Regions from separate parts of the Podarcis muralis genome. Here region 1 is linked to region 2. A link is a contact called in public Hi-C data. All regions are on one chromosome and are shown on one strand. The core of a region is the stretch at or near the end of the contact, and the rest is flanking DNA. Distances in the headings are between cores, read along the strand shown.

Evidence for each region. Hi-C and Micro-C count contacts between places; a contact is called where the count stands out from the background.
Region 1: a contact with region 2 is called in a Hi-C map of tail, with 7 times the contacts expected there. The contact joins the promoter of LOC114595856 here to the promoter of NME7 in region 2. A contact is called at or near these places in 2 of 3 Hi-C or Micro-C datasets (blood and tail).

The regions. Positions count from the first base shown.
Region 1 is chr4:34,383,519-34,388,827 of rPodMur119.hap1.1, forward strand. LOC114595856 (lymphotactin-like) reads right to left here and starts at 2,415. Exons shown (of 3, transcript XM_028726618.2): 1 at 2,226-2,415; 2 at 1,211-1,328; 3 at 1-184. The coding sequence starts at 2,295. The coding sequence ends at 52.
Region 2 is chr4:34,112,287-34,117,002 of rPodMur119.hap1.1, forward strand. NME7 (NME/NM23 family member 7) reads left to right here and starts at 2,283. Exons shown (of 12, transcript XM_028726613.2): 1 at 2,283-2,443. The coding sequence starts at 2,441. BLZF1 (basic leucine zipper nuclear factor 1) reads right to left here and starts at 1,479. Exons shown (of 8, transcript XM_077927169.1): 1 at 1,327-1,479.

The DNA.
Region 1 (5,309 bases), core at 1,165-3,664, 270 kb after region 2:
AGGAATTAGCCAAAGTTATGAGCAGCTATTGATGATTTGATGTGCTGCAGCTTAGCTGGTCATGTTCCTAGATGTTGTTCTTCTTTGTTGCATTGCCTTTTTTCGGTCCAAGTAGTTCATGGTTTTTGTCACCCATGGAAGATCATGTGGCACACAGACCTTGACACCTCTTCTGGTGATTAAGCTGCAAGAGAATAGAAAGCAAATCACTAAGTTTAATTTTGTTGAAGAATTCTTGTGGATTGTATTTCTATGTGAAATATAAAACACAGTGCTTTGGGCAGCTGTTCTGTGTCCACTAGGAGCAAGTGGAATCCAGCACAATGGGACTCAATGAGACTTATTTCTGAGTAGACTTGCAAAGGATTGCAGCTAAAATTTTATTGGCTTCTGGTTGGATTGATGTCAATAATAGGTTGGAAGTTTGAATGATGAATGCTGGACACTATTAGATGCCTCCACTTAAAACAAGAACACAAGAAGAGCCTGCTGGATCAGGCCAATGGCCCATCTAATAATAATAATAATAATAATAATAATAATAATAATAATAATTTATTATTTGTACCCCGCCCATCTGGCTGGGTTTCCCCAGCCACTCTGGGCAGCTTCCACAGAGACCAAAAATACACTAAAATGTCACACATTAAAAACTTCCCTGAACAGGGCTGCCTTAAGATGTCTTCTGAATGTCAGGTAGTTGTTTATTGCTTTGACATCTGATGGGAGGGTGTTATTTTAAATTAGTATTTTAAATTATTTTTCCTATTGTGTTTTTATTGTAATTTTACTGGTGTTAGCTACCCTGAGCCCGGCTCTGGCTGGGGAGGGTGGGGTATAAATAAAAATTATTATTATTATTATTATTATTATTATTATTATTATTATTATTAGTCCAGCATCCCGTTCTCGCAGTGGCCCAGCAGATGCCATGGGAAGCATGCAATTGGGACCCGAGGGCAAGAGCATGCTGCCTCTGATAGGGAGGCAGAGCATAGCCATGATGCAATAGTCTCCTATATTAATCACATATTTGGTCACCCACCCAGACAGTTATCAGATAGAACATGGAATGAACATTGCATAGTATACACTGGTAATACTACTACTTCTAACTGGAATCTGTGTTTCTTTGGAAAGTCACGCAAGCATGTCTCTTTCTTCAGACTTGTAGGCTACTTTACAGTTGAAGATTAGGCAAGATACTTACATCACAGCTTTTACTGGTCTGGTTTGGGTTGTATAACTAGCAAATCTTCGGATGTTCATTTCATTTGTGTCCAAGGTTATACAGGAGTCGAGTGCCATAGTCTGAGATCCAAGCGTTCCTTAAAAAGAGATAAAATATAAGTTTAACTGGCATCAAATAATCAAGAACATCATCATCATCATCATCATCATCATTATTAGAATTAGAACTTATTTCCTTCCCCTCACCCTAATGTCTCAGGGCAGGTACAACAATTTAAAAAACCTCCGTTAATATAAAAACACGCTATTTAAAAGTGTAAAACAACTTTAAAATACAAAAAATAAAGGGGTTCCTTATAGGGCTTTTGTTCCTGCATGTCTGCAAGTGATTCTGATTCCGGTTGGTCTTCTAGCTATTGGATTTACAATACAATAAGGCACAACTGTTACTCATTTAGGGTGGTGATTGAAATCTCTCTCTCCCCCACCCTGAAAACTGCACTTCTACTGCAAGGAAAACATTTCTCGGCTTTTATCAATCCAGGTAGGAACATAGGTGCACAGAAAAAGATTTCAGCATCCATATGGAAATTATCATTAGGAGTCCCCTATTTGGCCAAATCATGAGAAGAGAAGACTCCCTGGAAAAGACCCTGATGTTGGGAAAGATGGAGGGCACAAGGAGAAGGGGACGACAGAGGACGAGATGGTTAGACAGTGTTCTCGAGGCTACCAGCATGAGTTTGACCAAACTGCGGGAGGCAGTGGAAGATAGGAGTGCCTGGCATGCTCTGGTCCATGGGGTCACGAAGACTCGGACACGACTAAATGACTAAACAACAACAACATTTATCATCTGAGAACTACAGTTCTCAGAATTTCCAGTGTGGAGATGGATTGCTAAACTGCTCTGTGAATTTTAGCTCAGAGAGGGAAATAAGGTTATTCAAACAATTCTTAGCACCCTTAACAAACTACGCTTCCCAGGATATGAAAAAAACATACGACTACTATTAATAATATTTTAAACATACCTGTAATAATATATACACTGAAGAGCTCGAAAAAAGCGATGGTCAGAATGGCTGCTGTGTAGACTTTCATGGTTGATCCTTTCCTGAGGTGGTGGGACTACAAGTAACTAAGGGTTCCCCTCAGCAGATTTTTATAGCTCGCTGGACCCTTCCTGGACCCTTCCTGAGCAAGAGGCGTAATGGGGAGGATGAGAGGCGGAAAATCTGAGAACACACTTCAGGTTTGGTTTTTTTCTAGTCAGGTGAAGGGGGGAAAAAACCTTCATCTCTGCTAGCCCCTCATCGACAGCTTTTTCCTGCCACAATGTGGTTACTGCTTTAGCACTTCAAAAGTCAGTTTTATTTTAGGAACAAAAGAAAGTTCTTTCTCTGCAGTGGAAACCAGTAATGTGTCTATGGTTTCATCTTGATGCTGCTCAGAAGAGCCACAAGGCACCACACAAATCAGGGAGAAAATGTGTAGCTCAGAGAAGAGGCTCGTGTGTACCAATGGAGAACCATAACAGGACTTCAAAGATAATCACTCGCTCCATTTCTAATGATCGGGTGTGAGTACTGTTGGCCGTGGGACCAAACCAGCACCACTGTCTCACGCACAAGGAAAGTATTGGCAGGACTGTGGAAACCAAAAGCAGGCCAATGTGGACTGAGTGTGCTCAGTAGCCAGGGAAGGCCAACTTACTGGGGTGGGGAGAAGAAAATCAGGTTGGAGAGGGAATGACATATCCTGGGGGAGGGCAATTGATATTCCGAAGCATCACTGCACTGGTGTGTTTTCACTGTGCCAACCTTACTCAACCCTGCCAGCACCAGCAATGTCAGTAGTGGGAGGTCATGTAAGTGCCAGGACCTTACCCTGCTGACAGTGCTAGCTGCAACCCAACATGGAAACCCTATGCATAATCCTACTAAATCTAGTTGGTTTAATAACAGTATTAGGCTAGCAAGATCTTGTGAGATCTTCCTGAAATCTCACAAGATCTCATGAGCTCTGTAAGATCTTGCAAGAGCTCAGTGAGATCTCACAAGATCTCACCAGAATCTGCCATTGTTGCTGCCAGGCACCTCTGCACAATCCAGGTAAGGGAGGCTTGGGCAGTGGTGAAATTTTCAGCATGTTGTACGCTGAAAGAAAATGATATGAAAATGATGTACCGGTGGTATTTGACTCCTAGTAAGCTTGCAAAAATGTATAAGACAAGTGCAAATATCTGCTGGAAATGTAAGAAAAAGGAAGGCACCTTCTATCATATGTGGTGGACCTGTAAGGTTCTAAAAGCATTCTGGGGAAGCATGAACCACAAAAATCATACATCCACTGTTTCGTTCAGAATATATTATTTATTTTTTTCCTCCTCTAAAAACTAGGTGCGTCTTATGGTCAGGTGTGTCTTATGGAGCAAAAAAGACGGTAATTATGTTCAAGTACCTTAACATCGGTTCAGTCATCACCGGCACTGAATTTGTTTTGTAGGTCAGGCTGAAAGAAAGAGGTAAAGCAGTGCGAAATATATGCAGAAATTAATGGCTTTTGGAAAATGTTTCCATGGGCAGCTGTGCATATTAAAGGGGCTAAACTTCCGAGTAAGAAAGATATCCCTACTTGGGATGCAAACGCTAAAATCTCTAGAGAACAGTATTTATTGGATGCTTTTGGAAGAAAATACCACTGAGGCAAACAAGGGCCTAGATCAAGAGTGGTCAACTTGCAGCCCCCTCCAGATGTTGTTGAACTCCCATCAGCCCTACCAACATAGCCAGTGGCCATTATGGGAGTGTAGTCCAACATGTGGAAGGTCACAGGTTCTCCATCCATGAGATGAATGAAAGGTGAAGATATTGTCAGGGGCTGGGCAGAGGAGGAGGAGTGGTGGAGACCGCCTCCCCATCCCAACCCTTCCAGAGCATAGGAAGAGGAAGACAGTACAGATTTACAACAGCGATTTGCGAGAGTTCATAGCTCAGAGGCAGATAAGGGGAGAAGTGGGGGGGGAGGGGAGGGGAGGGGAGAGGAGAGGAGAGGAGAGGAGAGGAGAGGAGAGGAGAGGAGAGGAGAGGAGAGGAGAAGCAGCAGCTGGCTGACACATTGTCACTAGAAAGCATTCCAGACCCACCATCTCCCAGAACCCGGCGAGCCTTAAAAATAGGAGAGTAAAGAGATCGAAGACAGAGGGCACTTAGTGGCACCCGTAGAGGAGATGATGATGACGACGAATGAGGAAGTGGGAGAGAAGGGGGGTGGAGATTCACTCGGGACAACGCCATTATCCCAGAAGCTGGGTTCTCTAGACTGTCTCTGTAAAGTTTGAAATAAAAAAAGGACTGTAAGAGCCATTTCCTTGTCTTTATACTTTCCTGGGCAACTAACTGGGAGCCGCTGACAGCACCCTGACAGATATGTACACCAGCATACCAAAATTCCAACCTTATGTGCTGTGAGTGACAGGAGTTAAAAAAAGTGAAAGATGAGCTTTGATATTTAAAAAATGTACATTTAATTTCAGATACTCTTATTAGATCTCTTTAAAAATCCATATAATTAAAAAGAACCCTTAATATTACAATTTTTCTGATTTATAATTATAAGATGAAACATCCACATACCCTGTTCTAGGTATCGTTGATGCCTGTTTTCATCAGGCTAATCTACAATATCTATAAACATTTGTTGGGGCAATTTCCAGAAGTAGTTTTATATTTACAATATGAGCAAATTCCAGCAATTCATGGACACTTTGTTGACATCTTGCTTTTCCACCTGATGACATGAAGGATATAATTAGGAGCAAGTGTAATTTCACATCTAGACTGTGTAGCTCTAGAGTCTGCCATGAAATTACATGGAGATGCATTCCCTTAGAGTGCTGAATAGGGGAGCAGGTGGCGCTGTGGTCTAAACCACTGAGCCTCTTGGGCTTGCTGATTGGAAGGTCAGCGGTTTGAATCTGCACAACGGGGTGAGCTTCTGTTGCTCTGTCCCAGCTCCTGCCAACTTAGCAGTTCGAAAGCATACCAATGCAAGTAGATAAATAGGTACCACTGCGGTGGGAAGGTAAAAGCCGTTTCTGTACACTCTGATTTCCG
Region 2 (4,716 bases), core at 1,033-3,532:
AACTGAGGGGGTTTAATTTGAACAAACATGTTCAGAATCAGGCTAGCCAAGTTACTTCTTTTCCCCATCCTGCCTCATGACAGGTCTTTTCACCCATCAGAAACTGGCCCTTGAAGCTGTTGTCTAGAGTCTTACAGTTTTGGCATTGTTAATAACTGACAAACCCAAAGAGGCAGAAATTGTGCACTGGAAACTCAGAAACTAAGTTGTAGTGTCCTATACTAGAGATAAAATTCTTTACCTGCAAAGAAGCAATAGGATGATGCTTCTTCCACAGGCTGTGTGCTACCACAAATTCAGCAAGTGTGTCAGATTTTCACTTTGTATCTTAAATCCCTTCAGCCTCATCTCACTGGAAGCCTACACTCCTATGCACATTTACCTGTGAATTAGTCCCATTTGAATTTACTGGGTAGGACAGATGTCAGTCCTGCAGGATCCACTTTTACTAAAAACCCTCCACCAGCTTGAGCCAAGTGAAAACGACATGCGTTTCAAAATTAAAAATTCTGACCCTGTGAATTTGTTTTGAGCACTAGAACTGAAGTGAGCTCACAATCCTCACACACTGATCTCTGCTCCCAAGTCTCTCCCAGTCCCCACTTCAGCACCATAATTTGGCATTTGGTTGTCATTCTTAAAACAGTTGGGAGTCAGAAATCCTCACCCATCTTTTCCACGCCTGCTAAAAACATTCCTGTTTAGACAAGCCTACCCAGATGTTTGGAAAGCTGAGGTAATTTTAATCTGTTTGAGTATTTTAACTTTTGCATGTTTTTAAAGTAGGGTATTCCCCCCCTTGATTTCATCTTTTGCAAACCGCTTTGATCCCCCCCCCTTGTTTACAGCCAAGAGGTGTATAAATTTTATGAAACAAAAAACCAACAAAAAACAAGCCCACCCAGAAGCCTCCCGGTAGATCCCGATCCACCTTCTGCCAACATCTGCTATGCAATATACACTGTGGCACAGTACTACGCCCGAATGAGAAAAAAACGATTCTGGCTACCCCGCAGTACACTTTCGATGAGATCTACTTCCCAGGATGGGCAGTTTGGGAAATGCAGCAGCAGCATAGCTGTCAACCTTTCCAGCTGCTATCCCGGATTGTTAGTTATCCCGTAGACTGTCCCCGGGACAGGTGAGGCTACTGATCCCTTATTTTCTAGGCTGTTGATCCCTTATTTTCAAATCTGAAAGTTGACAGCTATGAGCAGCAGGTTGCTTCGCTACGAGGGAATTTAACAACGCGTGAAATGTCATAGTTTCCTCCCACCCGCAGCCGCCCAGGCCGCCCCCGCACCGCACAACACTCCCTCGACTTACCAGCGGCCCGGATTACTTGCGAGTAGTTTCCCTTGTCGCCCCTCTCACTCCCTCGCCATCTCTCACTCGTCCGCCTTCTCTAATCAACTTCCGCTCTATTGACTTCCGCATATAGAGGCATATCTAATAGACTGGCGCACAGAGGTTAACTTCCGGATTGCTTTCGAACTCCACGACCTTCCCACGACGCGAGAGCCCCCCTAACAAAACCAGTTGGGAAGCCCCGGGTTTTAGTGTACCGTTGATTTGAGTGACATCCCTCTCCCCTGCCTATAATATAGTATAGTATAGTATAGTATAATATAATATAATATAATATAATATAATATAATATAATATAATATAATAATATAATATAATATAATATAATATAATATAATATAATATAATATAATATAATATAATATAATATAATATAATATAAATGTATTAGCAAAGAGTTTGTTCTCTTTTCTAACTCAAGACTTATTTCCTTGGCAGAAAGGCAACAATAAACTTCAATCCCATTTGCAAAGCTAAGCAGTGTCCAGTACGGTTTCAAATTAGATGGGGCACCGCATGTTGAGATGCCTGCATTGCAGAGGGTTGGACTAGATGACCCTAAGGACCCCCCTTCCAGCTATATGATTCTATTCCACATTTCTCTACCCCCCTCCCCTCATGGGCAGCTGTCACTTGGTATAGGAAGGTGAAGCGGGAGCGGGAGCTTCAAAAAGAATTTATGAGGCATGACCGCGAGAGAAGTGCGCATTTGTTTACTCTGCAATTTCCTATCTCTACGCTTCGGTGCAACTTCACAGCGATGACGTCCGCTTATGTTGCGCTCCGTATTTCAGTGGGGAGTAATAGCCTGGCTCTATCTACCGTCGAGGCCTAGAGCGGCGCTTACTCTGAGCCAATCGTGAGTCACCGCCGATGGCGGTTTCCCCCTTTCAACGGAAGTTTATTTTCACCCCCGCGTCCTATGCGCGCGCCGGGAAAGAGGCGTGGCTTCGGTTGCTAAGAAGCGGTTTTGGTTGGCGAGCGGGCAGAGCTGGACCGTTTTGTTGTTGGAGGGAGCTGGTGCTGCTTGGGCTGAGGCAGAGGAGCGTGAAGGGCAGGCGAGGACGGTACCATGGTGAGTTCCGGGGTGGGGGGGTTGGAATGATGCATTAGCTAGTCGCCGTGTGTGTGTGTGTGTGTGTGTGTGTGTGTGTGTGTGTGTGTGTATATAATGCTTCTGCAGTGACTCCCATTGAGGGATGGTATGTTAGCGAAGAAATGGTGCTTAATAGCTCCTCAGTGGGGGTGATTTTTTTTGGGGGGGGGATGTGTTGTGACGTCACTGATTACATTTATTTACATCCTGCCTTTCTTCTGAGAAGCTCAAGGCAGTGGCCGCTGTTATTCTTCTCCCTCATTTTATCCTCACAGCAACCCTGTGAGGTAGGCTAGGCTGGGGATGAGTGACAGGCCCAACGCCACCCAGGAAAGCCCATGGCTGAGTGGTGGTGTAATAATAATAATAATAATAATTTAATAATACCCCTCCCATCTGGCTGGGTTTCCAGAATCTGGCAGCTTCCAACAGAACACTAAAATACAATAAACATTAAAAGCTTCCCTAAACAGGGCTGCCTTCTAAAAGTTTGGTAGTTATTTTTCTCTTTGACATCTGATGGGAGGGCGTTCCACAGGGCGGGTGCCACCACCGAGAAGGCCCTCTGCCTGGTTCCCTGTAACTTGGCTTCTTGTAGTGAGGAAATCGCCAGAAGGCCCTCGGCGCTGGACCTCAGTGTCCGGGCAGAACGATGGAGGTGGAGACGCTCCTTCAAGTATTCAGAACTTCAAGTGTTTAGAGCTTGGCCCTTCTTGTTCCTAGCCTAACAGTTTAACCACTGTACCATGGGGGGGGGGGGGGAGGATTTTGTGGTCCTCCATGTGGTGTTGGACTCCCAACTCTCGTTAGTCCCAGCCTGTGTGGTCATGGGTTATGGGGATTGTGTAGCCCAGCAATGTCTGAATGGCCACAAGTTCTTCATCTTTGCATTACACCATACTGGCTCTCCTGATAGGTTACCTTCTTCCAAAATCTGGAGAGAGAGAATTATCAGTTTGGAAGAAATGTGACAGCCAACAGTTTGAGCAAGAGGAGGCCAAAGTAGAGAGCAGCCCGTGTATATATTAGTCTTTGGGGATTTACTGAATGAATGCAGATTTGCTTCTACTGTGCTCTGCCTGTTTTTGTATATAAAGATACAAGGATACTATAATATTACGAATGTAATAAAACAAAGACAAAGGGAAAAGACTTAAGGGATATGTGTGCTTCAACACTGAAGAGGACAAACTTCAAGAGAGAAGCCCCAGCAACAGATGATTAGATCTAAACTATGCCAGCCTATGGACATCAAAGGGGCTTGCTGTAACTGCTGATCAGTGGATACAGCAATTCCCTTTTATTCGGTCATAATTTATTTATATGCTGCTTCTTCTACACAAAAAATCATGCTCAAAGCAGTTTACAACAAAGGAAACAGTAACATTTCTCAAAATCAACAATCACAAGAACAATGCCATAGTAGCATAATAAAACAACAACATAATAGCAAGTGTAACAACATAAAAAAAAATTCAGTGCAATAAGTATAGTAAGATTACATTAACAACGTTAATCTTGCCGGCAATAGCAAAACAAGGGAGTTTGAGTTTTACCTTGGTCCTAGAAACACCTCTTTCATCATGTTGCTCACCTTTGAAGTTGTCTCCTATATCATAATGATGTCAGATGATAGACAGGTGGGTGATGGTGCCCAGATGTCAGCGTTGGTCCATGAAGGGTGGAGGAGATAACCCTTGCTGTAAAGAAAAGTGAAACATAGAACAGTGATGTACTTTGCATGACAATCTGATACATAATAGTAGGTGTGCAGACTTTCTGTACCTTTCAGACAGGACCAGGGCCCCATCAATATGAGACACAGATTGGAGGAAACCTGGAACCTATTATTATCTCTTTCTTAGTTCCCTCTTCTTTGAATATATTTAATTCAACACAGATTGGGTCTTTTTGTGTGTCACACCAATCCACCCCCAAAATTTCCCTTCTATTGAAGCTTCTGTGCTGGGTACAGGGGAAAGCTTTGTTTGTGCTGTACAATCCCTGATGAAAATTGGATCATCTGTGCAGGCGAAAATGAGTCATGTGCCATTAGATAATGTCTGTCCACCTGTCAAACTTGGCCCATGGGGTGGATGTGGGAGATTAGGATCCAGTCTGCTGTCCGGATCCACCTCAGTTATATACCAAACTGTTACTTTAAACATTATATATACAGTGTATCCTGAACCAGAGCCAGCCCAAGACATTTTGGCACCTGAGATTGACCCCAAAATGGTTCCAGGGAAGAA